Regions from separate parts of the Canis lupus genome. Here region 2 is linked to region 1. A link is a contact called in public Hi-C data. All regions are on one chromosome and are shown on one strand. The core of a region is the stretch at or near the end of the contact, and the rest is flanking DNA. Distances in the headings are between cores, read along the strand shown.

Evidence for each region. A called contact is a pair of places that touch in the nucleus more often than the background predicts.
Region 2: a Hi-C map of skin fibroblasts shows a contact between it and region 1, with 2.1 times the contacts expected there. The contact joins the enhancer-like site here to the promoter of LMO4 in region 1. A contact is called at or near these places in 2 of 9 Hi-C or Micro-C datasets (blood and skin fibroblasts).

The regions. Positions count from the first base shown.
Region 1 is chr6:61,435,626-61,440,925 of UU_Cfam_GSD_1.0, forward strand. It overlaps LMO4 (LIM domain transcription factor LMO4), which reads right to left and starts at 3,086. Exons shown (of 5, transcript XM_038541460.1): 1 at 2,543-3,086. It overlaps LOC111096413 (a long non-coding RNA gene), which reads right to left. Exons shown (of 4, transcript XR_005360436.1): 4 at 5,022-5,300.
Region 2 is chr6:61,621,654-61,626,953 of UU_Cfam_GSD_1.0, forward strand. No RefSeq gene overlaps it. Among named protein-coding and RNA genes, the nearest start is that of LMO4, 190 kb to the left of the region's middle. Within about 2 kb of position 2,753, at least 4 of the 20 cell types and tissues checked have an H3K27ac peak or open chromatin away from gene starts, as enhancers often do.

The sequences.
Region 1 (5,300 bases), core at 1,836-4,335:
CGGCGCCTCCCCCCGCCCCCGCCCCCGCCCCCGCCGCCCGCCTCCAGCAAATGAGGGTCAAACCCACCCACCGCCGCGCCCGGCCCCTCCCCGGCCCCCGCCGAGCCCCGAGCGCCAGCCGAGGGGAGCGGGGAGGCGGCCCCCGCCCGAGCCACGTTCCCTCCCGAGCTCTGCCCTGGGAAGTGCAGCTGCAGTTCACAAGTTGGAAGGAGTTCGGTTTTCTGGAAGGGAGGGAGGGAGGGAGGGAGGGACCGGCGGAGGGGAGAGGGAGAGGGAGAGGGAGAGCGAGGTGGTGGGAGGGGAGGCAGGGGACGCGAGGGAGGGGGTGCGGTGTGTAAAGTTGCGAAACTGGTTTTTCGTATTTTAAACAGCACCTTTCACATGCCATTGTGGTGACCGCCATCTCCCATTATTGTTCCAAATCTCATTTCATTTTGAAGATCAATGAGTGTTTTCTCTGGGTTTTCAGGACACAGGCAAGAATAATAGATCATTGAACTTTAGGATGCCTGTTAACTTCCTATACAAACACTCTCCACTTTGGTCTCACTAATCTGCCCTTGATCAGCAATTTAAATGCTAAAGCTTTGTTCCTCCAAAGGGGGGGGAGTGTGTGTGTGTGGGGGGGGGGGGGGGGCGACGTTACAGATAATATGCGAGAAGGCACTATTAAGGGATGCACAAGTTATATTCGAGCCAGTCCTGCTGTCACCAAAAACTGCTTTTAAAAAAATTCCCCACTCTTTCTAATGAATGTCACGAGAAGCAACTGGGGTATAATATAGGAATCAATTTATAAAGCTTAGCCTAAACCGATTAATTTGTTGCCTCCAATCCTGAGTCCAATAAAGTCCTAGTGTTCCTCCAGTCACTTATTCTATAAAAAGATCAAGTTATTTACTGCCAATTAAGCAGCCTGTTTTGTCTTTGTCCTCTGTAAGCCGAGAGTGGAGGCTCCCCCCGAGGCTCCCGGCTATCTGCTCAAGACATTCAGCTGATACCTCAGAAGGGAGAGGGCGAACTTTGCCTGTCCCCGGCCCAACTTGGCTGCTGCAAAAAAAAAAAAAAAAAAAAAAAAAAAAAACAACCAGGGGAAGGGAACGAAACAAGGACTCGGGTTCCTTAAATAGGCCGATTTTAAACACATTTCCTCCGAAAGAGTCCCGGAACGTGTGTCCAGTGACCGCACAATAAACCAGAATAAGAACTGCACCAATTAAGCTGTAACAAAACCCTGAGACTTTGGAAACAGGACCACTCTAAAACCCATTAGCATTGCATTTATCCGAATGCATCATACCTTTATGTAAATTGATTTATCTGATGCATTTACTCGAGGAATTGCTTTTTGTTACAATTTCAGCCCTAACCCAAATGAATCTGCATTTCCTGCCCGAGGTCTTTAAACTGTTTCCCCCAACGTTTTAATCGCTCCGAATTCCTTTTTAAAAGGGGAGAGGGAGGGAGGAGATTCCAAGCTCTTCCCCGCCCCCATCTTTGGTGAGAGGTAAATATATATGTATATTTTTTTCGAAAAGGAAACATTACACTGAGAAAAGCATCCAGTAACCCCATTAGCTAAAGCTCTTAAGGACAAGCAATACCTTAATGCTGATTAAATCTAAAAGAGATGAATCAAGAGGACTGACCAGAAACTGACTCCCCTGATAACTAAGGACGGGCCCTCATCAAGTTTCATTTAGAGTTGGAAAAAAAAAAAAAAAAAAAAAAGAAAGCTTTTAAGTTAAATAGGCTTATACTCTAGTAATTACATAGCCAAGCAATTTAGGTCCTGGGATAGTCAGTGAAATAGAAAGCAGAACTGGCAGCTAGAGGCAAAATCTGCCCCCCTTTAACAACGTCTCTGGTGTTTTTTAATGGAGACCAGGGGAGGGACAAACGTAGCGCTGGCAATTTGTAGTACAAAAATGGATGCTTAATTCATGTCTTGATTTTAATTAGGTGATTCACCGGATTTCTCCTGGATTGGAACAAAAGACTTATAAGCCAAGAGGAATTTTTGAAAAGAACCAGCAATACTGAATCCTGCTCACTTAGATCCTTTCTGCCACTGTTTCAAAAATAGTGTTTACTGGGGGGCTGGGGGGGGGGGTCGTGACTATTTCCCCCACACTACTTCTCATACTTAAACCCTCATTTAAGCACCTCCGGCCTTTCCCTTAGGAACTGAAAATACCCCCCCACTACCACACACACACACACACACACACACACACACACGCACACACGCACACACACCCCTCCCCACCCTCCCAGGTCCCCAGCAGCCCCGTCTCCAAGAAGAACCCTTTTGTAAGCAGGAACCGCTACAAAGCTGGCGGCCCGGGGCCGGCTGCCCTCCGTGCTAGCTCGCAGGCCGGCCTCGGTAGTTTCAGACTCGCGCATTATCCAAGCCGACGTATTGTTTACTTGCAATTTGGGACGGTCAAGGGAAGGAAGCCAAAGAAAACAGCCCTGGCCCACATCGGCCCCCTCCTCCCTCTGCCCCCCCTCGCCCGCGGCTCCCCAGCCGTCCCCTTACCTGCTTTTCCCCTATATTGCAATACTGCGAGAGGCGGCGGCGGCGAAAAGCGAGCGAAGCCGCTCGGCTTCCAAGGAAGGGGCGCCTTGGCTGGCGGAGCTGGAGGGAGGGGGGATGTTCTCGCAGAAGCAGGAAAGGGGAGGAGGGGGCTAAGGGCTGCTTTTTTTTTTTTTTTTTTTTTTTTTTTTTAAACGCGTCGCCCTGAGGCTGGGTCGGGGGGCCCCGCCGTAAGCGGCAGGCGGCCGGGAGCTGGAGTGTCAGGCTGAGTCCTCCGCGTCGTCCTCCGCCTCCGCCTCCGGCTCCGGCTCCGCGCGAGCAGCTGCAGGAGCCCGCGGCCCGCGCGGCGCGGCTTCAGGCGCGGCGCAGCGGCAGCAACTGCTGCAATCGCTGCTGCAAGTTTGGCAATGTGGCTTCACTTTGTATATGCCCCCGCCCCCGCCCGCGCGCCTCCCGCTCCTCCTCCTCCTCCTCCTCCTCCGCCTTCCTCCCTCCCGCGCGCCCGCCCGCCCGCTCGCTCGCCCGCTCGCTCGCTCGGGGCCGGCGGCGGGCGCTCGGCCGCGCTTCCTGCCCCTCCAGCCGGGGAGCGGCCGCGGGCACCAGAGCCCCGGAGCGGCGGCGGCCGGCGCGGAGGCCGGGAGCCGGGGAGCTGCGGCCGGCCGGGCCCGGCGCGCTGGAGCCTGCGCCGCTGCCCGGGCTGCTGCTGCTGCGGCGGCCGCCCGGCTCGGAGGAGGCGGCGGCGGCGGCGGCGCTGGCCTCTAGCCGGCTCGCTCGCTCCCTGCGCGGCGCTTACACATGTGTTACTGACAGAGCCGAATCCCAACTACTCCCCGGCTCTGCCGCCGACGTCAGCGACCCTCAGCCACTGGGCGGCCGGGTTGTTCAGGCGGAATAATAAAACCTGCCAATCCGGGGCAGGACAAAGGGAGGACTGGAACGAGACTCCGCGGGCGGGGGAGCGGGGGAGGCGGCGGGCGGAGACGGCCCGGCCGGGGGCAGGTGGGCGGCCGAGCCCCGGGGACCCTCGCGGGACCCCCGGCGGGACCCCAACCCCCTCCCGCGGGGGGCAGGATGGAGCGGCCGGGGGCGCCGCTCCTGCCCGCGCCGGCGATCGCGGGGACCCGCACCCGCGCGCCCCTCGGGGACCCCCCCCCCGCGCGCCCGCGCGAGCCCCGCAGGAAACTTCTCGTCTTGCTCAAAAATGGGTCCCCTCCTGTTGGGGAGGAAGAGTCTCCCCGAAACCTCCGGGCGGGGGGCTTCGCTCGCACGCAGAAGAGGTTTTGTTTTTCTGCCTTTAATTCGCGGGCGTTGGAGACGGATGAGCCCTTAGTGGGAAGTTGAGCGAGCGAGGAGGTGGGGACCGAGTCCGCAGGTCTTGCAGGACTTGGCCGCCCGGCCCCGGTCCCCCGCGTGGGCCCGAGCGCCGGCCGAGAGCCCCGTGGGCGTCTCGTAGGGGATCGTCCGAAGTCGGAGCTGAAGAGCTCACAGCCCGGACTTTGGGGGTCCAGGGGAACTTCAGGGAGGAGGGCTCGGCCTCCATCCACCCCTGCTGTGCAGGAGGAGAGGCCCGATTCCTCAAGCCCCCCGTCCCCCCCCCCCTCCCCCCCCAGACAGCAACAAGGAATGGCAACATTCACCATCCCACAGCCTCTGGGGAGGAAGAAAGGTCACGTCTAGTATAAATTTAACTGTTGAGGAATGCTTTTAGGGTGCTGCTAGCCTGAGAGTCTTTTTCCAGGGCCCCGAGCTCAGCCTAGATGCTTGAGTACCTAGTCATTCAACTTTATCTGCTCTGCCAAATAGGTTTAATAAATCTCTGATCTGAGGCTAATATTAGGTCTGATTATTATTAGTAAGTTCCAGAGAGATTTTTCTGGTGGAAATTATCATGAAAGTGCAAAGCCCTTCTGCTAAGTATCATTAAGTTAAAACCAGCCTTGTGGGACGAGTTTTCATATTGTATTACATACAGTACTGCTGGATTGAGGTAAGGGACCTGCAGAAGAGTCTGGCTTAGACAATGTAGTTGTTAAACATCTATGGTTTTAGTGTCTGTTGGGGGGATTTCTGTCCTTCAAACCATCAAAATTAAGGCTGCAAAAGAAACAGTCATCATTGCCTGGAACATCAAGCAGAGGACATTTTAAACACCAATTAGAATAGTCATTTCTTTATATTCCTTGCACCTCAAAATTAAACGGCTTACTTTCATTGATTGGTGTTTAAAATTGCATTTTTATGATCAAGTCGCTTTGTGCACCTTATGAGAAACATTTACCGCCCCCCCCCCCCCCAAAATGACTTAAAGTATAATAGTAATTAAAATGCCCAGTACGGAAAACAGCTGCAGATGGGTATGATGAAAAGAAGGCCACCTTAAAAAGATGTAATGTTCCTTGAAGGTTAGTAAAGAAAACTCAATTAAACCAAATGAGGGAAGGAACCCCGTAAACAAATAATGCACACATTTTAATTCCCTGGTTCAGTTTCAATTTGTTAATAATTTATAATAATCAAAACGAGATGACACAAGATCTTAGTGGGCTACAATTAAGTCATGATTTGTCCTGTGCAAGTAAATTTCCTGCTGTGGCCCTTCATTTTCTCATCTACGAATGGAGGAATGGAGCCAAACGGTCTGTTACGTGTCCTTTTTCTCCAAAATGATTTTCTTAACCGGAACACACAATACATAGGTTTGTAATGAACCGCGGTACTTTGGGCCTTTTCTGAAGTATGGACAGTGAAATGAAATCTTTAT
Region 2 (5,300 bases), core at 1,503-4,002, 190 kb after region 1:
GAGAACAGTGCCTGGCGATACAGAGCAAATGCTCAGTAAATATTAGCTACTGTTATTTTAAGCTTTATCTAGCATAAGCTTCGTTACCTATCACTGCGATTCATGTTTAATTTGTTGACTTTTCAAAATCAGGCTCATGTCTGTCTTGGTCTGATCCCCGGCACAGTGGTCTGGCAGGGGGTAAGTGTCAATAAGCGTCCGAATGCATCCATCCATGCAAGGATGGGAATACTTTATGGCTGACACACATTTCCACGACCTTTGGACACTCTAAATGAGAGTGTTGACTCATGCTCCTACGCCATTCGAGAAGCAGATGATGGGCCAATTGCCAAACGGTTAAGAGCATAGACCGCAAAGCCAGGGAGAGTGGATGTGAATCCGAGCTCCACTACTTACCAGAATGTGATCCTATGTGACTTAACTTCTGTGCCTCTTTTTCCTCATCTGTCAAATGGGAATAATAATAATGATGATAATCCCTACCCCAGAGGGGTGTTATGAAGATTAAACAAGTTAATGTTCGCAAAGCCCCCAGCATCATGTAAATGTTAGCTGCTACCGTCATCATCATCAACAGGGCCTGTGAGCAAAGACACCACGCAAAGACCTGAGCGTGAAGAGAGGTGTGTGGCCCTGTGCTCGCGGGGAAACACGGTGCACCAGTTCCAGAGGATCTGTGCGCTGGCCGAAAGGCAGCGCTCAAGATCAACACAAAGCTGTGCCATGACAATTGAGCCGTCATTAATAGTCTGTTGGAACAGTTTGGGTTCACACAACCAAGGCCACACGTGAGGGTGGGAGGCTACGGGAGGGGCATTTTGGGGAGAGCATCTGATTTGTAAAATGCAAGCAGGGCCTGGCCCACCAGCTCCCACCACAAACCCCACGCTCCTACCAGGTGGAAGCACACTGTGGCCCGGCCCGCACGCCTCCTCGAGTCCCGTGGCTGGGACTGCTCTTCCCTCCCCATCAGCAACTCCTGACCTGGGTGTTCTCATCATGCTCCAGTTCAAGGCTCCTCCCGAGGCCTAGGGTGGCCGTCCTCTTCTTTGTGGCTGTGTCTCCAGAGACACTCTACATCACCACGACGGCTTCTGCTCCCCCTGCAGCCCAAACTCAGGAGGCTGATTTGCAGCTCACCACACTTAGCCACAGACTGATTTTAAAATCAGTCATGATTAGCCATCTCACCCCTATCTACCTGCCTCGAGATCAGATGCTGCCCCTATCTCACAATCCTCTTATAAGGGCCTGAAATCAAAATCTCCTCATGATTGGAATTTATCTGCGAATATGTACTGTGGCTTCTTATAAGAGCACTCTTCTCAAGTCTTCGCTTAATCTACCTCTCTAATTTATGACATGCAAATGATATTGCAAATCCTATGTTAGGCGCAGAAAGAAAATCGCAACAGAACGTGCCATGGATCCGCTACAATCAGTACTTTATTTGTTGTATCTATTGCTGATCATGACCTTCTGATGTTTGGCACCCCTGCCCTTAGACCTACACACCAATGGAAATGGATCTCTGAAGATGCATCACAAATGGGTCAGCTTTGCTCAAGATGCATGGGTCTCACGTAATACTACTATTAAGCACTGGTGTGCTTACTCATTTAATTTTAGGAAGACGTTTTTAAAACAGTTTTTTGAAGATTTGTATTTATTTTTGTGTGAGAGAGTGTGCATGTGCATATGCATGAATGCAGAGAGGGGCAGAAAGAGAAGCAGACTCCCCACTGAGCAGGGAGCCCTATGTCGGGCTTGATCCCAGGACTTTGGGATCATGATCCCAGCCGAAGGCAGATGCTTAACTGACTGAGCCACTCAGGTGCCCAGCAAGATGTTAATAAATGAATATTATTTCCTTGGGACGGCCAAACTATGGCATCATGGTGACCACAGGAAGGCAGACAGAGGTGCCTGGCTGCCAACGGAAGAATTTGATACCAGGAAGTGTCTCAGAAAGGACCCAGAACACAGTCCATTAGGTTTCTCACTCAATAGAGCAGCATGGAAAGCTCCCCTAGTCTAGTCATGTGCTCACTGCCTGACTCTGGCAGGCAGATTTTCATCCATGTAACGTACAGTTTAAAACATTTTTTTAAAGGGGATGATGTCCCTGTTTAAATTGGCCAGGCAGAGGGGATCCCTGGGTGGCTCAGCGGTTTAGCACCACCTTCAGCCCAGGGCGTGATCCTGGAGTCTCAAGATCAAGTCACACATGAGGCTCCCTGCATGGAGCCTGCTTCTCCCTCTGCCTGTGTCTCTGCCTCTGTGTGTGTGTGTGCGTGTGTGTGTGTGTGTGTGTCTCATGAATAAATAAATAAATAAAATCTTTTTAAAAAAATTGACCAGGAGGTAGTATAAAGGACAAAATCAAAATTCTTCACGGCTTCCCACGAGTGGCATCACGCTCTTTGGAGAGACAGGGAAGGGAAGGGTAGAGTTACACATGCTGGAATGTGTTGGGTTTGTGGCACGGCTCCTCTGGAATACAAGACAGGCACAAAACCTCTTGAAGCCATTGGGAGTCCAAGGTAAGCTGCTTCACAAACACTCAGCCAATAATAAAATGTTTTGAAAAGCACTTAAGCTTAATGGGTTGAGGTGTTAACTCAGTGGAAGCGTCTGTTACTATGGAGAGGGACTGTGAGAACAGGGCAACTCAACGCCACAGGGCCGGGAAGGGAAGGCCATCAGGAGGAGTCACGCCTCACCCAGCAAACACATAACAAGAGGGCCTCCCAGACAGAACAGGGAGCCACATCGGACCCAGAAGGATGATGATGTCCCCTAGAGGGAAGCGTGATAGGTACCAGGATGGTCTCCAGATCCCTTGATGCCTCTTGGTTTGAGTCAGGCTTCTTGAGTCACTACTGTGTCCAGGTCTTCTATGGACCAGACCTTCTAGGACCTATCTGAGTCTTCCAATCCCCTCTTGGCCATTTGCTCTGAAGCTAGGACCTTGCTGAAATGTACAGCCTGGTTTGGGCCTGCTGGTATCACAGGTTCTCATGTTCCATGCCTCCAGAATCTCTGACACAAGCCAGGCCATAGACATCATCAGGCCCAGAAGGTTCTCCTGCAAGAATGATGATTTTAGTTCTCCGCGACTACTCACTCGGTAATTAGTCTTTTTATAACGTTGTTTCCTATCAAACATTGCATTCATTGCCTTTAAAAGGATTTCAGTCTCCAAACTTCCTGTGATTGCATCATACCCTGAATGCTCATGTTCTAGCGCCCATGCCATCTGGCAGCCATTCTAGTTCAGGAGCTGTGCATCAATGGGGAAAACTGGTTCTTCCTAACACCATTTGACACATGCCTTCCTGACAGTCTTCTACGGTACAAGACACTGGGAGGGGCTGAGTCATCAGCCAGCGAAGTGCCTTCCTGACCCACACTGTTGAGTCATCTGAACGGTATTCAGAACCGTTGCTGTTGGCTCAGCAACAACTTAATGCTCTGAAATTTATCCTGCAACAGAAGTACCCAGTCTCCGAGCCTGAGATTCATAACATTCTTTGAACAGATTTTATATATATTTATATATATATTCATTTTAATGAAAGAATAAAATAATAATAAATATTTATCTACAGAATAAACAGACCTCTGCCAGCCCAGGTAGAGATGATGGGAACTAGGGTTTGATTTTTCTAATTACACACAGCTTTTGGATAGGGGTGGTCGAAAGGACACTTTATTCCTCTCCCCGTAGTCATGATTGCTCTGTTGCAGCTAATCAAACTCTAATTCATTACAAACCAGGACAAGAAACAAAAGAGAAAAATAAATAATGGCTTCTACTGGCCCTTAAAGTCCTATGGGAATCTCTGATTAATGTGGCACCTGGGCCCTGTTACAATGTGCACTCCGCGAGAGCAGAGGCCTTGTCTGGCTTGCTTACAGATATATCTCCAGCACCTAGATGAGCGCCTGGCACATTGTGATCACGTAAGCGGTATTTGCTCAATGAAGCAATGAGTGAATGAATGAATGAGCCAGGTCAGAGGCATCGAGAGCGGCAGAGGGGCCAAATTTCATAGTGCATAGAGTATGCAATTGAAATCAAACACCTTGGGTTGAGTCCCAAGTCTTCTGACTGGATGAACTTGAATAAATTATCTTACTTCCATTTCCTCACCATAAAATGGAAGTAGCAAAAATATATATTCCACAGGGCTATTTTGCAGATTGAATGATGAAATTCCTGTGAAGGTATTTCATAAAGTCGCAGTTGCCCACACTAGCAATCTGGAGGCTCCCTTATATACCACTGGTTCACCTCCTCCCCTGCTCCAAGTACCTGCAGTCTCCACTTCCTCCCCATACCCACCACAACTGCCTTAGCTACATGATTCATCACCCAGAGAGTTCCTGTCCCTTCCTAATGGATTCCCTGCCTTGAGCCTGGCTCCTCTACAGCTCCCTGCTGCCAATAAGCTTCATGGCTAAGTGACCAGTGCATCTGCATGGGGGCCCATACTCAGAAGGACCCCCTCTTTGAGATTTAATGCACTGTGGTTGCCATCTTGAAATTCTGAATAATTTAGTGTTTTTGGAAGTAAAGTCCATGAGACAACAAACTACGTGCTGGGGACTTAGGGCCACGTATGCCATACCTTCCACACCTTCTACCTCCTGGGACAGGTTCTCAGCCATCCGATTACCTGTGTTCTGGCACCGGAGGCCCTGCCCAGCCTGCCTTCTCCCTAATCCCTTCCAGTGACCATTGCCAACTCCACCAGCAGCAGGGGCCTGGGCACAGGTGTGGGAGGGTTGGGGTTGGGCAAGCATCCCTCACAATGTCTGGGGGGTTGGGCCTGGTGATGGCTGTCTCCACCCTCGGCTGACAGTGCCATGGTGCATTTGGCAGGTGACTTTGTGCAGGCAAGCCTTGCAACCACCCCAGACCCAGACACCTAGTGCATCCTGACACAGACATACCCTTGTGGGGGCATCTGCCTGCCCAGGGTGGGGGCATCAGGCCTCTGCGAAAGGGAGATGCCTGGCTCCATCTGGAGCTGGAGCACAGCCCATTAGTCCAGCAGATACTGAGAGTGGAAAGTGGCAGCTAGTGGGCCACACACGTCCCAAGTCTTGGGGTAGGGCCCCGGGATTCTGTGACTGTCTGCACTTGCCCCATGGGTATCCCTGCACCTGCCAGGAGTAACATTAAATAGCAGATTTAAAAAGCACCATGACCAGTGAGAGACTACAGAATAAAAGGGGAAAAGCTCTTTATATTAGTACCATTGACAGCTATTTTTTCTTCTTTTTGAATA